2 separate regions of the Sus scrofa genome follow, and region 1 is linked to region 2. The links are chromatin contacts, called in public HiChIP or PLAC-seq maps. All regions are on one chromosome and are shown on one strand. Each heading gives the region's core, a stretch centred on a gene start, on an enhancer-like site or on the middle of the called end of the contact. The rest is flanking DNA. Distances are from core to core; before and after follow the strand shown. Region 1 holds the start of AHDC1 (AT-hook DNA-binding motif-containing protein 1). Region 2 holds the start of WASF2 (WAS protein family member 2).

Region 1 (6,799 bases), core at 3,007-5,506, 77 kb after region 2:
GAGATGGTGGGGGTTGCTTATCCGCTTCTTGGGGGGGGGGCAGGCGGGATGGAACTGGTTCTGGAGGAGATTGAACAGGAAACGGAGTCTAATCCCGTGGCGGGGAAGGGGTTAAAAGGTCAATTCACGCCTGTTCCTGATTTAGGCACCGTGGTAAAATTACTGCCAGTGTGAGCGGGTTGCGACTGCATGCTTGCCTACCTGCGGAGGGTCTGATTAAGACAGGAGACCTCTCTCCCAGTGTGTGGGACATGGAGGGGGAAGAGGGACCCCAAACAAGGCCAGGATTCCCTCACAGCCTGATCGCACCCTCCGTTACAGCGTGGCAATTCCCTCAGTATAGCCCAAGGCTTCCTAAGAGCCAGAAAGGATGCCCCTGGTACAGTCTCATGGCACCCCAAATGGACAAAAGCTGCCCATTGCCTTACACTGTCGTCCTGTACAGACCTTCCCCCAAACAGCCAGACACTTGCTGTTCAGGAAACCTTGACAACACCCCCGACACAGATACCCCCACAACAGAATGTGACAACTGCAATTCAGAACAGTGCACTTCAGCTCAGCACCTGTAAACAAGCCGACCACCCAGGCACAGGCAAAACTGTGTCGGACTGTGTTGAATCTTCTCTCACTTCCCAGTAAGGCTGGAGCCTCCCCAAACAGCCTGCGCTAGCCCAAAGCCTGGCTCTTGGGTTCATCCATGTCTTTTTTTTTTCTCCCTCCCATTGTCAGCCTCCTTGTCTTGCACACAACCCAGTAAACTGCCCCTGTGATTGTTCTTCTGGACACACCACCTCGCAAGCAAGCTGCCTCATGCACCGCGCCCCCCATTCCCTGGAGGCCTACTGGTCACTGACACACACATTCCCTTCCCCTAGAAGCAAGCACAGTCTCACAGCCCCGCCTGCCACAAGCCCTTGTTCTTAGGCACAGGCTTCTCTACTGACAACAGGGACCCTGGGAATCAACAGCACCACTTGGGTGATATGCCCCCTCCACCCACCAGAATCTTAGCCAGTATCCCTGGAGGGTGTGTCTTGGGAAGGGAGGCGCTCCAGCTTTCTGGAGGGGGGCGGTGATACCTCGGCAGGAATCTCCCAGCTGACTCGGTTCTGTGTGCTCCTATCTCCTAGGATACATCAGTCAACACAAGCTCCAAGCCTGTCAGAGCTGGAAGGTGCCTTAGGGAGTCACTAATCTAGCCTTCTCCATGAAGCAGGAGGAAACCGAGGCCCAGAGAGGGGAATCGGCCTGCCCAAAGTCACACAGCCCAGTTGCTGCTTCAGCCCTTTTCTCTTCTACAGTCCCTCATTGAGACCCCCCTCTATGATAACTGGGGGGGGGTGGGGGGTGGCATGGAGTACAGTCAGCCCAGGAAGTTTCCCTGAAGCAGAGGGAAATGGAACAGGATGAGCTCGGAGAAGGGTCTGTAGACCTAGAGAGTTTATGAGAACTGCCCCATTCAGAGACATGGGCACCTGGCAGCCCTGGAATCTGGGCCACATAAATTTGCTCAAGTTTGTACTTTGCCAAAATGATCTGGTGTTCACCCCTACCCCACTTCCTATCCCAGGGCCCCAGAGAGCTGCCGCTCCAAACCAAAGGTAAAGGGAGGTGGCTCTGTTCCCTATACCTGGCTTTGAAGGTACCTTCTAGGGAATCTCTGCCTTTTATTATTTAAATAGATCTCTGCCAGGGAGCCTCTGGAATGCTGCAAAAAGGTTTTTTGCAAGGCAGTTTTTCTTTCTTTTCTTTTCTTTTTTTTTTTTTTTTTTTTGGTCTTTTTAGAGCCACACCCACACCCTGGAAGTTCCCAGACAAGGGGTCGAATTGGAACTGCAGCTGCCGGCCTAAGCCACAGCCACAGCCACAGCCATGCAGGATCCGAACCCCGTCTGCGACCTACACCTCATCTTGCAGCAATGCTGGATCCTTCCCACTGAGCGAGGCCAGGGATCAAACCCGTGTCCTCACGGATACTAGTCGGGTTCATCACCACTGAGCCACAGCGGGACCTCGGGTAGTTTTATTTCAACTCCATTTTGCGAAAAAGCAAAATGAGGCTCACAGAAGTGGTGTAGTCTGATCAAGTTCACACAGACAACAAATGGAACCTTAAGTTCCTTCCAGTACACTAGGAAGGCCCGTCCAACAGGAAGCGGGGAGAACTGGGGGTGGGGGTTGAGGGATAGGAGGAGAGGGAAGGGTGGGAGTTGACACAGGCCCAGGCCCAACCTCCTGGGCTGAGGAAGCATTTGAATTTGAATCTGGGTATCTGGGTTCCGCCCCCACCCACTCTAGCAGAGGTGGAGTGAGAGGTCAGCCTGGAGATGGGAGGGAGGGGAAAGGAGAATTCCACCAGCTTCTCAGCCCGCCTGGGCCATATCCCAGGGAGCTGGGCCAGGGGCTGCCCCAACTTCCCCAGCACAGAGTTCTCTCTGCCAGCCCTCGCTCCCACCTCCTCTCCTACCCCCACCCGACCAGCTGGAAGAGCGCTGTGAGGAGACCATGACCCCGCCCTGGGCCTCAGTTTCTCCATCTGTACTAAGAGCTAGCCTAGCAGGATGGACTTCAAAGGCCCTACCAGCTTTAGCAGTGTGGTGACCAGTCCTAGTTCTCAATTCCCCAGTACAAATGTATAAATCGCTCCCCCAGACTGGAGCTGGCAGAGAACAACATTAAATATATGTCTAATGAATAAAAGAACACCCAACGCAACCAGCGTCTTCCCATCCTTCCCAGCCCAACTGACAGGGTGCACCGCTCACCTTGGGAAGCCAAATTTCTCAGGGTTGTTGGAGGGGAAAGAGGTTCAAACACTTTGAAGGCTATGAATGGGGCCGTCTGACACACAGGCGCTCTTTATTTCCAGTCCTTACCATATGCAGACACTATGGTACTTGCTTTAAATGTCATACAACTTTAAATCCCGCAGCAAGGCTGTGGCCTACCTACTATTATCTAGTTTTTCAAATAAGCAAGGGGGCTAAGGAGTGGAGGGACTTGCTCAAGGTCACACAGCCAGTGAGGGGGCAGCGAAGGTACTGAACTATAACCAGCCCCACTGTTTCACATGGTGAGGGTTTGCCGGGTTGGGGCAGGACAAGAAGCGGAACAGGGACCATTGGCAAAGGGAGAGGGGATCCACCCCAGGAGGGGGAGGTGCCTGCTGAGTTGCCAAACGGTTCATCAGTTTGCAGAGCACCAAATGGTCCTGGAACTTGCAAAGCGGTGGGAAAGCATCCCTTCCCCTCCCCCACAAAGAGCAGGGTAGACCTCTTTCCCTCCCGCAAGCCACAGTGCCAAGAGTGAGCCCTAAGCGGTCGCTTACCTACTCCCCTGGATCTCAGGGCTCCTGTAAAAGGAAGCCCCTCCCTCCTGGGAGCCCTTTTCTGGACGTCGGAACCTGCAAGGTGCAGAGCCGCCCCCAAGGAAAGCTGCCGCCGCCACCGCCGTCGAGAAAACTGTCCAGGATTTTGCGGGCACATCCGACCCCCACCCGACGGCAGCTGCGGGGGATGGGGGCGGGGGTCGGAGGTTGTGGGGAGATAACTGCCTCACCTCCCTCCTAGATGCCCTTAGGCGCCTCTTGCTGGAGCAAGAGGCTCTGGTCCGCAGGCCCCGCGGTTCTCGGGCCTGAACGGTCCGCCTCTAAGTTTTCCCGCCGCCGCCTCTCGGGCTACCTGGCAGGCCTGCGCAGCCCCCTGATCCCAGCCACCCCCGCCCCCCTCCCAGATGAGGCCGCGGAGCTTCTGACTCCTGGAGGAGGTGACGGGCCGAGAGGGAAACCAGGCGGCTGGGGGAGGGGCGCTGCCTGCACCTGGCCCCTCTCCGCCGCCCCGGCCGGGAGGGGCGGGACTGGACCCCCGCCAGACCCGAAAAACGCGGCGGGGGAGGGGTGTGCCGTCCCCAGCGGGCGCAGTCTCGGGGAGGGTCGAGAGATCTCTCCCACCACCCCCACGGCGGGGGCGCCCCCTAGGGTCGGGCTGCAAGGCGCCCCTTCCCGAGCCGCGCGCTCAGCCCGCTCCCCCGGCCGGCCGCGCTCTCCAGCTGCAGGAAATTCCAGAAGCTCTCCATCATCCCGGCGCAGCGCGCAGCCCGGGCTGCCAAGGCTCCCCGAAGGAGAGCCACATGCCGGCCGGCCGCGCGGCCCGCCCTCGCCGCCCCCCCTTCCAACCCGGCCAGGCAGCCACGTCGGGCCGGGCGGGGGCCCGGCCGGCCGCCCCTTCCCGCGCCCCGGGCCCGGCGGAATGCGTGGCAGCCCCGGCCGGGGGCTATTTTGAGCGGGAGGGGAGCGGCCCAGCCTCGGTGTTTTTGGCTTTTTCCTGGCCCCCGGCCCGCCAGCCCGGGCCCTCGGCTGCCCGCGGAGTGGGGGGGGGTCACGTGGCGGGGAGAAGGGGAGGGCCGCCGCGATCCGGCTGGGGCTCAGGCCCGGGCGGCGCCCGGCGGCGGTCCGGACCTGCGCTCTCGGCTGAGGCTGAGGCCGAGCCCGAGCGGCGGGATTATTAATAGCGCGCCTGGCTCTGGCAGCGGCTCCAGGGCGCCCGCTACCTGCACACCCCTCCTCCCGCGAGCGTCGGCGGCCAGGGCACTCCCTCCCCAGCGGCGGACTCAGGCCTCACTGGATAGCGCCGCTGGGCACCGGTGGCCAATCACTGGCCTCGATTTCTTTACCTGTAAACTGGGGATGAGCTACCTGGCTTTACATGGTGGGTACCAAATAAAAGTTTTGCTTGCTGTGTGCCTCTCCTTGGCCAAAACGCCTTCCCTTTTTCTGGGGGGGGGGGGGCTCAGTTTTTCCTTTATAAAATGAGGAGGTGCAAGAGAACTCTTAACAGAGCAAGAATCCCTTATATCTGAATAAAGCGTTTTCACTTAAAACCCATTTGAACTTCAGGACTACCCAAAGGCAAGAGCCAACACTGGGCACTTGTCCTGCATGATTAGCACGCACTAACTCACTTGATTATAAAGTTCCCATAAAGTAGGTAATGTCCCTTTTTGGCTGATGAGGAAATAGGCCCAGGAAAGGTTAAGTGACTGGCCAAAAGTCACACAGCGGCAGAGGCCAGAGTCAGATAAACTGTGGCTCCAGAGTCAACAATGTAGTCAACTGAACTACACTGCCCTGAGACAAACGGGACAAACACTACCCCCTTTTTATAGAAGAGGAAACTGAGGCTCAAAGTGATTTTGCCCAAAGCTGTCCTTGGCCAGTTAGTGGCAGGGCTGAGCATCCAACATAGATCTTCCAGCTCTTAGTTCAAATGCCCCACTGCAGCCCTCTGAATCTGTTCACCTCCCGCCCTGGAGCAGCTAGTGGGGCCCCCAGGATGGTGCACAAAGCTGGGGATCACCCTCTGCTCCCAAAGGTCAGACCCAGACTCCTGGGCCCCCAGGGTTCACTAATTCATCAAATTCTAGACCTAGTTCAGCCTCAGAGAAATGGGGGTGAGGCCACCTAGGGTGAGGGGAGGGGAGATGGCATGCAGGGGTAACAGCCTGGGACAGGGCCTGGAGTTGCTTCCTGCCCCCCTCCACCCCCTAGCAAGGAAGCACAAAGGTTGGCAGCGCCCCCCCACTCCGCCCCGGAAACCTGGCAGTTTATTTCTGTCTCTGGGCCCCCTGTTTCCACAGGGGCAGTCCAGGAAGGCTGGCAGCAGCTGGCTTGGAGGGGTGGAGCTCCTGCTCCCTCAAGGGTCCAGCTGCTACCCTGCCCCACCCCCACCTGCCAGGCCAGACCAGACTCCAGAGTCAGAGGTGACATTGAGATGAGGGAGGGAGGAGCTGGAGGCCACTTGGTCAGGACTCCGAGGGAGGGACCTGATTACCAGAGATTAGATGCTCTCCCAGGATGAGCCAGTCTATACCCAGTTCAAGTCTGCTAAGAATACAACCTCTGGTGTGCCCACCTCTGTTTATTCCAGATCATTCTGGCTCACGTCTCCTCTGGACCCTGGTCCCAAAGAAAAGCCTGCTTCTGAACTGCCCAATGCTGGTAGACTATGCCACCCAGTATGGTAGAAACTAGCTTCTGGGCACTGGGAATGTGGTTGGTTGGAATTGGGATGTGCTGTAAGTATGAAATATATACCAGATTTTGAAATCTAAAAATGAAAAAAAATGTAAAATATCTCAATGATTTTTATAATGATTATATATGTTGAAATGATAATGTTTTGGCTATATGGAGTTACATAACATATATTAAACTTAATCACTTATTTCTTTTTACTTTGTTTAATGTAGCTACTAGAAAACTTAGATGACATAGGTGGCTCCTATTAGATGTCTATTGGATGGGTGCTGTTCTAGATCATATGGTGTTCTGGCTTTGGGCCAAGACTCTGCCTGCTCTAGATCAATATCTATGTGGCTTTAGCTCACCTACTTCCCCATACCCAGACCACAGCCTTATGGGTCTAAATCTCACCACCCCACACCACCCCTCCCAGCTCAGGCAGAGATTATAATTTAGTCTGCTTTAAACCACTGTCCAGTGCATTTCTTGATCACCAATTCCCAATATCTAGATCCCAGCAAATGTGCAGCTCCAGATCACCTTCCATGTTAACCAGCCTGACAACCCCAGTCTTGTTTGCTTAGATCACTGTCTAGTAATATTTAAGATCTAGAGGAGTTCCCGTCGTGGCTCAGTGGTTAATGAATCCGACTAGGAACCATGAGGTTGCAGGTTCTATCCCTGGCTCGCTTAGTGGGTTAGGGATCCGGCGTTGCCATGAGCTGTGGTGTAGGTTGCAGACGCGGCTTGGATCCTGTGTTGCTGTGGCTCTGGCGT
Region 2 (6,007 bases), core at 1,528-4,027:
GAAGCACATTTGGCCTCAAGAACTTTTTTATTTTGATCCCAAGGTACTGTAGGCTGGTACAGTAATTAAGATTAAATCTTATACAGAAAATATAACTAATACAGAGACTGAATGGGTAGATTTTCACAAGCAATAAATTCAATGTCTTAACTATTAACACAGACAATCCCATAAAAATAAAGCATTATAAAGACTTCTAACAAATGTCAAAAACCGAACACACCATTACATGTTTTTCAAGTGATGGTGATATCTGCATCATCCAATACCTAGATCAATTCCTCTTAGGTTGAAATCCACTCATTTTGTTGTTGTTGCCTTTTTATGGCCTCACCCAAGGCATATGGAAGTTCAGGCTAGGGGTTGAATTGGAGCTGTAGCTGCTGACCCACACCACAGCCACAGCAACATGGGATCCGAGTCGCGTCTGCAACCTACACCACAGCTCACGGCAACATCGGATCCTTAACCCACTGAGAGAGGCCAGGGATTGAACCTGCGTCCTCGTGGATACTAGTCAGGTTCATTACAGCTGAGCCACAGGGGAACTCCTGCAATTCACTAATTTAAATCAGTTTTTTAAAAAAAGAAACCCAAAGACCACAACTGGTAATTATGTTGAGAAAAAGAATCATCTACTGATAAGTAACGTATTCACTAAGGTGTTCTGATTTTTTTTCATTAAATCAGACGGTTTAAGATTTAAAATTCTTTCATTCTAGAATACAACTTCTGAACATTGAACAAATTACAATTGACTTTTTCCATGAAAGCAGAGCCTCAGACGGGACAGTAACAGGGACAGTCTAAAGGTATTTCAACGGGAAGAGGAGTTTCAGAGTTCTTTCCTTCCTTCCTCCTTCAGTTGCTGCTTTTCTGGTTTTAGAATTTCAAACAAAGAAATACATATTGGCTCCACTGCTAAGAAACGCCCTCTTTCTCAGCAACTTCCTCTTCCAATTTTCTTCCCTACCACTGACATATGAGTACAATACACACTGCCGTCCTACCATTTTGATTAACCAAAAGCTCTGAGGCTTGGAAAAATTTCGGGCTGCAATTTATAGTACCCACTCTAGGTCCACAATTTTCATCATCTAGAAGTCAAATAACAGGAAGCACAAATAAAGGAGCATTTCACTTAATCAAGAGTCCGGCTACTGAAACTTTCACCCTGGCAATCAAAAGAAATTTGCACTAACAAATACGGAATTTCATCCATCCCAGGAAAACGTGGCCTTTTTGGGGAAAAGAAAAAGTTACTAGCCTGGCATCAACTCTGAATTGAGAATCAAGTCTATGCACCAATAGTTGGTGAACTTTCTTGTACAGGCCACACAGCAAGGATTCAAACTGAGTTTGCTGAGGTTCTGACACACTTCAATGTGACTTTTACAATTTAGAAATGGTCCTTTTCAACTCACAGGCTGAACAAAGGGTTACAATTTACTGTCTAGAGATCAAGACCCAGCCTGTCCCCATGCCAGAATTCAAGTAACTCAACTATACTTCAGTAAAATGAATTTTTTTTTCAAAAGTCAGTTCAAGTGTCTAGGACCCGACCTCTCCCCCAATGTGTGACAAAGCAAACTTCCTTTAAGTGGACAGTGAATTCTCCCTGGCTCAATGATTCTCAAAGGAAACACCTTCGTGTTGGTAAGCATTGCACTTTACTGTGTGACCTTGGGCAAGTTACTTAACTCCTCTGAAATTTAAGTTTCCTTATGTGCAAATTCTCAAGGGTAGCTGTAAAAATTAAATAAGAACATATGCCTAAACCAGGTATGACACATAGTAGGAGCACCATAAATGTTCCCCTTCCTCCTCCTAGTCCACCTGAACTCTTTTGGGCCTAAATTTCAATCAAAACCCCAAGAGGCTCCAAGGATTCCTTCCTCTTCTGTCTCTATGGAGACCTATATAAAACTTCCCCATCTCAAAGGCTCTAGGATCCTGGAGGACCAAGACAAGCACACTCCACCCCACTATAATCTGGGTTTACCCAGACCCTTCCTGGATGGGCCCCCGGAGCCAACTCTTCTCCTTACTCTGCAGACCATCCTGTAGACAGACAGACAGACACACACACACACACACACACACCTCCCTGCCACTCTGCAACTTAGGCCTAAAATCTCAAAAAGCACCTCAGTGCCTTCAGGGCCCTGAGATGGAAACTGAGGCTCCACCTGGGGAAGAACTTGCCCAATATCTCGGACAATGTCTGGGATCCAACTCTTGCACATCTGCCTGCAAAGGCTTCGCTTTACAAATGGGGGAAATGAGGCCCAGAGAGGGAAGTGACTTGCCCAAGGTCATACAACGAGTTGGTGGCAGAGCCAAGTCAGCTTGGGGCACTTCTCAGCTTCACAGGCCCCTCCAAGCCCACGAGGGGATCTCCGGGACACCTCCTCCTGGGGGAGGGAGGAGTGTACGGCAAGACACTACCCCGCGTTGCCGCTCCCCCGGCCTCTGCCGGTCCGCGACAGGAGGCGCGGCACCCACTCCCCCGAGACACAGAGCGGCTTGGGAGGGGCGGCCAGGTCGGCCCGGCGCCTCTGGGCCGGGCCCGCCCGCAGGGACTTGTTGCTCACCTTGTATCGTGCGGTCGCCCTCAGAGACGGAGGGGCTGGCCGGCCGCCTTTCTCTGCACGGGGTCTGCTCTCGCAGGCCGCCCCGCCGGCTGCCACACAGCCAGACCCCCCCCCTCAGCGCGCTACGCCCCCAGCCGCGATCACCCGGCACGCGTCCGCCATTACGCGATTCCCCGCCCTGGGATGCGGCCACACCCCGCCAACCGCCCTGATTGGTTCTCTGCCCCACCCGCCGGGGGCTTCCGGGTATTCCATTGGCCCGAGTGGAATGTCAGTTAAATAGCTACGCAAACGACGTACTCAATAGTACAGTCCCGGGAGCTCCACCCGAGCTACTTCCGCAATCGGAGTAAACAGCAAGGGGCAAACCAAATGAAGTGGGGGTGGATTTTAAACTTAAAAAAATTCCTAAATTCGAAGTAGGAGAGTCCCACCTAAGAAAATGTAAAACCTTGTAAAAGTGTATCAAATGGCTAATCCTCTTTGTTAGAGTTCAAAGAGCCAGAATCTCTGGTGGAAGGAAGGGGCCAGGCCCATGAACTTTCTGTAGCCACCCCTCAAGTTGCAGATATTTTTGACACTTTCCTCCGGGTCTCCCGCGGGGCAGAAAAAAGGGTGGGGAGAGTGAGTCATAGACTCCAGCCCGCTGCTAAGGGATTCATCCGGGGCGAGGCCCGGGGTCCTGTGACTGGGAGCTGGTTCTGAAAGGCCAGGGTCAGGTGAGTTGGACCCTGGTTCAGCCGCCACCTCACTCTGTTACCTCAGACAACTCTGAACTTATCTGGGTCTCAGTTTGTCCTTCCGCAAAATAGGAGTAGTCATGTCTGCCTCGTGTTCTAGAGTGCTTGTTAAGGATTCATGCATGAATGGGAATATGTGTGTCTTATCGATTATAAAAGGTTGCTGGCTGGATATCGAGATGACAAATTAACAGGTTAGCAAAGGAACCTCATTTAGGTATTCTGGAGCAACTGTGTAAGGCAGATACTGTCCTCGGTTTGCAGAAGTGAAAACGGAAAACTCCATGACTTACCCTGAGTCACCCAGAGGATATGAAACGACCTTGGGACTCAAACCTGTATCTTTTGGCTTCCATTCATGTATTTCTCCCTTCTGGGACTGGTGTCTCCTGAAAAAGACTTCCCTCCCCAACATCGTAGCATTCCAGGGAGGGTCTTGAAGATGCCTGGCCAGTCTCCCATCTCTCTGGCTACCATAGACTTAGGCACAGTCCACCCCCCAGCTATTGTTAATCACCAAGGTTCCTGGGAAAAGTGATCCTAGGGGTGCACATGAGCTGTTTCTGGGGTCCTCAGAAGCAGGAAGTGAGCCAGGGATGAAAGAGATGACAGATGGGTCAGCTAAGGCAGAATCCCAAACAAAGGGAGTTCCCTTTGTGGCTTAGTGATTAACGAACCTGACTAGGATCCATGAGGATGAAGGTTCAATCCTTAGCTTCACTTAGTGGGTTAAGGATCCGGTGTTGTCATGAGCTGTGGTGTAGGCCGCAGATGCAGCTTGGATCCCGTGTTGCTGTGGCTATGGCTGTGGCAGTGGCTGCAGCTCGGATTTGACCCATAGCCTGGGAACTTCCATATGCCACGGGTGCGGCCCTAAAAAGAAAAAAAAAGAAAAAAAAAAAAAAAAATCCCGAACAAGGACACAGAGCGCCAAGATGGGCATCTCCATGCCAGGACTTAAGTCCAGGTCTCTGCTCTCAGAACAGGGCTCTTTTCACTGTAAGATTGTTTTTCTCAGAAGGGCTGTGCTGCCTTGGCTATAATTCCTAGTCTTTCCCTCTCTAGAAAGGAAGGAAGCCAAAAAAGGAGTGGGAAGGGAAGTAGTCTAAGACTTTAGAAGGGCAAAAACCACCAAGTGGGTGGTGCCGACAAAGCCCCAGTGCCCGCTGAGTCAGTGACCTCCAGGCTCAAATTGGGACATGTGGTCTGACAACCAGTGACTATTTTATTTTGGCCACACCCATGGCATGTAGAAGTTCCTTGGCCAAGGGATTGAACCCACGCCACAGCAGCAACCCAAGCTGCTGCAATGACAATGCTGGGTCCCTAACCCAATGCGCCACAAGAGAACTCCCAACCAATGGCTATTTAAATCCTTACACTGGCCATCGGGTGTAGGAGACAGCAGGTGCTGTGCAGAGGTCAAAATCCGGGCAGACTGACCTAAGATTGAATCCATGCTCCACCACTTTCTCGCTTTAGGCCTCATCCGCCTTTTCTCTAAAGCAGGGATAACAAGAAGTTTGCTTGTGGTGCAGCAGGTTAAGAACCCGGTGTTGTCACTGCAGTGGCTTAGGTTGCTTCTGTGGTGCAGGTTCAGTCCCTGACCCGAGAACTGCCACGTGCCATGGAAGCAGCCAAAAAAAAATTAAAATAAAAAAATAAAATGGGGACAACAGAGCAGTTGTGAGGATTCAGTGAGTTAGTTGTGGAATTAATGAGTCATGTGTGTAAAGTGCTGATAGCTATTTATTCATTCATGGATTTATCCATTCAATAAAAAATTATTACACATCGACCATGGGTAAGGCAACCTGCCAGGGCTGCAGCTACGTTGGTGAGCAAACCAGACTCAGAGACCCTCATGGAGCTTACAGTTTGGTTGAGGAAGCAAGTTGTTAAATGATCAGACAAATGAAAATATAGTTAGAAACTGTAGGAATTCCTGTCATGGCGCAGTGGAAACAAATCCGACTAGGAACCATGAGGTTGCAGGTTCGATCCTGGCCTCGCTCAGTGGGTTAAAGGTCCAGCATTGCCGTGAGCTGTGGTGTAGGTCGCAGACACAGCTCGGATCTGGCGTTGCTGTGGCTCTGGCATAGGCCGGTGGCTACAGCTCCTATTAGACCTAGCGTGGGAACCTCCATATGCCGCGGGTGCGGCCCTAACAGGACAAAAAGACAAAAAAAGAAAAGAAAAGGAAAAACTGTGATAAGGAACCAGAAGGCAAAGTACAATGTGTATATGAAAGTGAATGTCAGGGAGTGGGGCGAGGTCAGTGAAGGCTTCCTGGTGGTGGTAGGAGAAGCGTGGCAGGCCAAGAGAAAGAGTGTGGAAGGCATCTAGGCCAACAGGGATAGTGGCATTGGGGAAGGAGGGTGGAGCTCAGGCCCAGGGTCCAAACAAATAAGGTGTTGCAGGGGCGGGAACCTGGCTTTGAAAGTGGGGCTGTTCTCCAAGGGTCTCTGTTTTTTTCTGACAGTCCCTGAAAGAACACAAGCTTTGAGGCCAACCTCCCTGGCTTTGAACCTTGGTTCTAGGATCTGGCCTTGAATTGTGTGACCTTGAGCAGTCACAAACCTCTCTGTGCCTCAGCTACTCTTCTGAGAAATGGGGATGGGGTAGAAGGGCACAAGGTGAGGCGAGGGGTGAGAATTCAATGTGGAAATGTAT

What was found. HiChIP or PLAC-seq counts read pairs in DNA pulled down with a chosen protein or histone mark.
Region 1: an H3K27ac HiChIP or PLAC-seq map of skeletal muscle shows a contact between it and region 2. The contact joins the promoter of AHDC1 here to the promoter of WASF2 in region 2. A contact is called at or near these places in 1 of 47 Hi-C or Micro-C datasets (embryonic fibroblasts) and 2 of 2 datasets of contacts at active chromatin or transcription factors (alveolar macrophages and skeletal muscle).

What each region holds. Positions count from the first base shown.
Region 1 is chr6:84,770,298-84,777,096 of Sscrofa11.1, forward strand. It overlaps AHDC1 (AT-hook DNA-binding motif-containing protein 1), which reads right to left and starts at 4,257. Exons shown (of 7, transcript XM_021095642.1): 1 at 3,332-4,257.
Region 2 is chr6:84,694,651-84,700,657 of Sscrofa11.1, forward strand. WASF2 (WAS protein family member 2) reads right to left here and starts at 2,778. Exons shown (of 9, transcript NM_001258444.1): 1 at 2,595-2,778. It overlaps LOC102165025 (a long non-coding RNA gene), which reads left to right and starts at 3,160. Exons shown (of 2, transcript XR_298616.3): 1 at 3,160-3,313.